Linked DNA regions of Hordeum vulgare: region 2 is linked to region 1. A link is a contact called in public Hi-C data. All regions are on one chromosome and are shown on one strand. Each heading gives the region's core, a stretch centred on a gene start, on an enhancer-like site or on the middle of the called end of the contact. The rest is flanking DNA. Distances are from core to core; before and after follow the strand shown. Region 1 holds the start of LOC123426641 (1,4-alpha-glucan-branching enzyme 2, chloroplastic/amyloplastic-like). Region 2 holds the start of LOC123426646 (neutral/alkaline invertase 3, chloroplastic-like).

Evidence for each region. Hi-C and Micro-C count contacts between places; a contact is called where the count stands out from the background.
Region 2: a Hi-C map of seedling shows a contact between it and region 1, with 10 times the contacts expected there. The contact joins the promoter of LOC123426646 here to the promoter of LOC123426641 in region 1. A contact is called at or near these places in 4 of 6 Hi-C or Micro-C datasets (leaf and seedling) and 1 of 1 datasets of contacts at active chromatin or transcription factors (embryo).

Annotation. Positions count from the first base shown.
Region 1 is chr2H:457,648,389-457,650,955 of MorexV3_pseudomolecules_assembly, forward strand. It overlaps LOC123426641 (1,4-alpha-glucan-branching enzyme 2, chloroplastic/amyloplastic-like), which reads right to left and starts at 1,270. Exons shown (of 22, transcript XM_045110506.1): 1 at 962-1,270; 2 at 532-632; 3 at 14-255. The coding sequence starts at 1,097.
Region 2 is chr2H:457,982,514-457,985,080 of MorexV3_pseudomolecules_assembly, forward strand. It overlaps LOC123426646 (neutral/alkaline invertase 3, chloroplastic-like), which reads left to right and starts at 1,291. Exons shown (of 6, transcript XM_045110511.1): 1 at 1,291-1,958; 2 at 2,228-2,396; 3 at 2,490-2,567. The coding sequence starts at 1,431. LOC123426647 (histone deacetylase 9) reads left to right here. Exons shown (of 14, transcript XM_045110512.1): 12 at 62-160; 13 at 349-415; 14 at 697-1,071. The coding sequence ends at 782.

The DNA of each region.
Region 1 (2,567 bases), core at 20-2,519:
AGGCAGGCATTACCGGTAGTCAAGATGGCTCCGAAAATCTTTCAGCGTTGGGTCAATCTCGTATATTTTTTGCCCATCTCCTGGTTTTGGGACAACTTGCGGTTTCTCCCCAACGACTAGTTCTTTAACTCCTTTGGTTACACCATCAGTGATTGTTTCCGCAATACCCTGAGTCGGTTCTGAAGATTCAAGTTTTTCTGCAGCCCCCCCTGTCATGTTTACTTCCGCCATTTCCTCCTCGATATCTTCAGGTACCTACAGCACGAAAAATAGCAATTGTAGAGCAGAGTAACGAAACCAAAACAGTGCATTATTTTGTGAAGCTCTTGCTAGACTGCACATCCATCTGAGTTTTCAGTGGCCCAAGAGCCAGCACGGCACAACAGCTAACAAAATGCACAAGGCAGTGGAGTACTGCACAATGCTGATAGAAGAAGCTTGAAACCTGACGCCTCTGCGGCTTGGTTTCATCCGACATTTGGTAAGTGAAATAACGGCTGTGTGAAGATTTTCCCGCACCACGGTGTGTACCTGTAATTCTTCAGGTTGCGCTGGAGTGGCGGCCAAGTCGTCGCTCTCACCGTCAGGCACCAGGACCTTCCCTGGAGCGGCCGCGCAGCTCAGGACGGCGCCTGCAAATGCAAGGATGGCTACGATAGTGAAACGACGCTACAACTTGCAGCTACAGCAAGAACAGGAAGAAAAAGAGTGGGAAAACATATATCAGAATGAAAGGAGGAAATGATCAAAGCCGTGGTAACGCCAGGGCCTGGGTAACACTAACGCATTTACCCGCACGGGAAAAAAAATACAGGCTCAGGAAGCGCGATCGCCTAATCCAGCAATCTCTCTCATTCATGCAGATCAATTGGGGAACGGTATCGAACAGGCCGTGCGCGCGCAGAGGGAGAGAGAAGGGGGGGCAAAAACAAACGGGGAGATTCGAGCGAGCGAGGCGTACGAGAGGAGTCCTTCTTCCTGAGGAGCAGCGACGGCAAGTCCAGCCCGCCCCTCCGCTCCGAGCCGGATCGCGGCAGCGCTCCGCCGGCGGCCCGCGCCACACCGAGGGTCGCGCCGGACACCGCGAACGTCGCCATCTCCCGCGCAGCGAGCGAGCGAGTCGGTCGCCCAGATCTCACTCAACACGCCGGCCGAAATGCAGCAGCGCGGAACCCGAGGCCGACCGAGTGAGGGGAGTGATGGGAGATATTAATTGAGAAGCGATGAGAAGGGGGAGCAACGTGTGCGGCGGGGGTGGAAGCTGGCGGGTACTGTGAAGTGCATGGGGATGGGCGGGGGAGAGGAGATAGACGCCAAGCCGGAAAAGGGCCCCACGGGGAGTGTGTGTGTGTGTGTGTGTGTGTGTGTGTGCGCGGCGTCGTCTTCCTCCCTCGTGCGCGCGCGCAGAGGTGGCAGCGATGGACGGACGGAGGCGACGTTGCGTAGGGGACGGGAGGGAGGACGAGATCGCAAACCAACGGCTGGGAGCGCGTTTAGCTGGCCATGCCGTTACCGGCTTCTAGTACCCTCGTTTATTCATTTTTTTTCTTTTCTTTTTGTTTACAAAATACTCCGTATTTACCATCTCCCAGACAAAAGCAGTTGGTGACGATGGGGTGTCTATTGCGAGCTAGATATCGCATCCTAAAATACTCCCTCCGCCCCAAAATAATTGTATCAATTTTATATTAGCTCTAATATAAAATTATACTCCCTCCGTTTTAAAATAACTGTCTCAAGCTTAGTACAACTTTGTATAGAGATAATACAAAGTTGAGACATTTATTTTGAGATGCAGGGAGTAATAAGCTTGAGACAGTTATCTTAAAACGGAGAGAGTATTTTTTAAGTCATGCTTTAAGAAATGTTTGTGTGCATATAAAATTTCATCGCGAAATATATTTGTGAAAGACATGGTAAAAAAAACAAAATCGATACTTTCAGACGCATTTTGTAGTTCTGATTTTATTTTATTTTTACCATGACTTTCATAAATGTAATTTCGTCATGAAATTTTACATACACAACAAACATTTTTAAATATGTCTGAAACAATTCAGATTTTTCTATATTTTTATTATACTGTTTACAGGAGGAGCATTTGAGATCAGATGTACTCTCTCCGTTCTAAAATAAGTGACTCAAAAATGATTTAGTTTTATACTAACTTCAGTATAAAATTAAGTCATTTTTAAGTCACTTATTTTAGGACAGAGGGAGTAGAAAGTTACTTTCGATTCTCACTACTCTATTAAGTTAATATATGCGCACATACCAACTCATTAAAGGCTCGTCACAATATGCATGCAAACAAGTTTTCCATTATTAGTTGATCCAATGCACATATCCACTCTTATATGCAAAAAAAAAATCATTATATTGTGACACTTATATTCAATAGATATGTTCACCTATGCAATAACTAAATACAATCAAAATCTTTCAAAATTTATTGTTATTGATTGCCAGGAACGCACACGATATCATGTACTCCCTTGGTTCCTAAATATAAGTTTTTTTATAGATTGTACATATGATATAAAAAGAAGATCGCGCCATTCTTCTCT
Region 2 (2,567 bases), core at 41-2,540, 330 kb after region 1:
CTTTATTAGAGATGTGTAGATGTGCAAATGATATTTGTCTTCCTATTGATGAATGGAACAGGACAACCTGAATAGTAAGACGTATCTCAGTTCAATCAAAGTGCAAGTCATGGAGAGTTTGCGGGCCATACAACATGCACCTGGCGTTCAGATGCAAGAGGTTAGTTTCAGTTTGTATTCCCACTCGCATGTTTAAATCTCCGAATTGAAACTGGGGATGGATAGTATCTGAACACTAGATTATGCCTTTGCATCTATTGTTGTCTTCCTTTTTTCTTGCTTCCACCAGAGTAGTGTAGTTTGTTGTTTCTGAGCAGTGACCGGATACACGATGAATTTATTTTGCAGGTTCCACCAGATTTCTATGTCCCAGACTTTGATGAAGACGAGCTGGATCCTGATGAACGCGTTGACCGTAAGTGAAATACCTATGGCATGTCTTACGTGCTCATATGGACGAGTAACAACTTGATGATTTCTCCGTGCAAACTCGCCATTGTCCTCTCGAAGCATATGCACGCCACATAATGAGAAATTCCCCCTGAAATAAATGTGATCCGTTTTGCTATCTATTTATTCTTAAACTGGTTGCACTCTTCTTCAGCCAGTCAGTTCCTTGCCTGGTATTGTGTCCAGTCCTTTTGAACCGTGTCATCATTTTTCTTTTCTTACAGAAGTGTATATTATGTCATGCAGAGCATACCCAAGACAAGCAGGTTCATCGTGACGACGAGTACTATGAAGGCGACAATGACAATGATCACGATGACGGCGGACATTGAAATCGGAGTCTTGGCGATGCATGTAGGTGGAAGCTGAAAGTCTTTCCTGAGCGGCTGCTGTGCAGTTTAACATCCTGGGTTGGAACATAGTTGGTTGATTGACATTTTAGGATCTACTCCTAACTAACAGCAGCTGCTAGGGCTGGAGAACATTGTGGGAGAATGTAACATTGTGAGAGAATGTTTCCCAAAAAGGAACATTGTGGGAGAATGTAACATTTCCTGTTGTACAACATAGTACGATTTCACATTCTTACTCAAGTTCAAAAATCTTTTCAGTACTCTTTTATTTAGCCTAGCCTTTGGAATATTCTTTTATGTATGGCCTTCTGAATTTGGTTACCTGTGTTGGTCTGAAAAAACAACTGATTAACGCTCGTAGAGATAGAGGCAAAACTAAAAGAGAGCATCGAGGCAGGCAGAGGCGTGGCGTGGCGTGGCGTGTATACGGGGAGAAGCACCGAGTGGTGGCCACGCCCCGTCGCCCTCCCCCTCCGTGACTGACAGCCTCAGCTACGAACCCAAACGCCGCTTCGCCCACTCGAACGCCTTGTTTGCATCCCCCTCGTGCCCCACGCACAGCCAATCAATCCCGGTAGTTTCGCTTTTGCGGCTCGACTCGACTCTCGACGACTCTCTCAGCAGCGCATGGGGATCGCACAGGCCGCCGCCCCGCTGCGGCTGCATCTCGGGTGCTCCGGCGCGGCGCCCCCGCGGCCCACCTCCCTCAGGGTCGGGGTCGGATTCGGATTCGGATCCCATGCGAGGAGGAAGGGCGGGAGGAGGCGGAGCCCTCCTCGCGCCGCCAGCTCGCTGCATCCCAGCAGCAACCCGAGAGCGCACGACCATGACCCCGCCCTCAAGGCCCCCACCGTCGACGCTGACGGGAGAGACTTCAACGGCGCCGCCGCAGGCCAGCCAGACCACGCACCGCAGCGGAGGCGGCGCGCGGCGAGTGACCTGGAGGAGGAGGCGTGGGGGCTCCTCCGGGAGTCGGTGGTGAGCTACTGCGGCAGCCCCGTGGGCACCATCGCCGCCTGCGACCCCAACGACTCCAGCCCGCTCAACTACGACCAGGTCTTCATCCGGGACTTCGTGCCCTCGGGCATCGCCTTCCTGCTCAAGGGGGAGTACGACATCGTCCGCAACTTCATCCTGCACACGCTCCAGCTCCAGGTCAGGTCACCCCTTCATAATACTAGTGTTTCGGTTATGCTCCTCTTACCTGTGTCAATCAGAAGTGGTGTCAATAATGTGTATGCAATTGAATCATTGATGATGTATGTTGATGCTCCTCGGTTCCAATACGATTAAGAACAACCTATATGAAATTATTAGTTGAGGGCAATAAATCAGGATACCATTCTGCTCAATGTACTGCGTATCATGTATGAAGCATTGAAGCTTGTAATAATTTGTAAAAACTGATTGTTGACCATCCATAGAGCTGGGAGAAAACCATGGACTGCCACAGTCCAGGGCAAGGCTTGATGCCAGCTAGTTTCAAGGTGCGTGTTGTTCCGCTTGAAGGTGATGATGAGGGCGCAACTGAGGAAGTCCTCGATCCTGATTTTGGGGAGGCTGCTATAGGCCGTGTGGCACCAGTTGATTCAGGTATTTTTTTAATAAACCTTTTAATTCAGGTAACGTTGACTCTGTTAATACGCATATAGCATAAAAATAAAGAGCCCTAATGATGGTTTTCAGGTCTATGGTGGATCATATTACTGAGGGCATATGGAAAATGTTCAGGCGACCTTACGTTTCACGAGAGAATCGATGTCC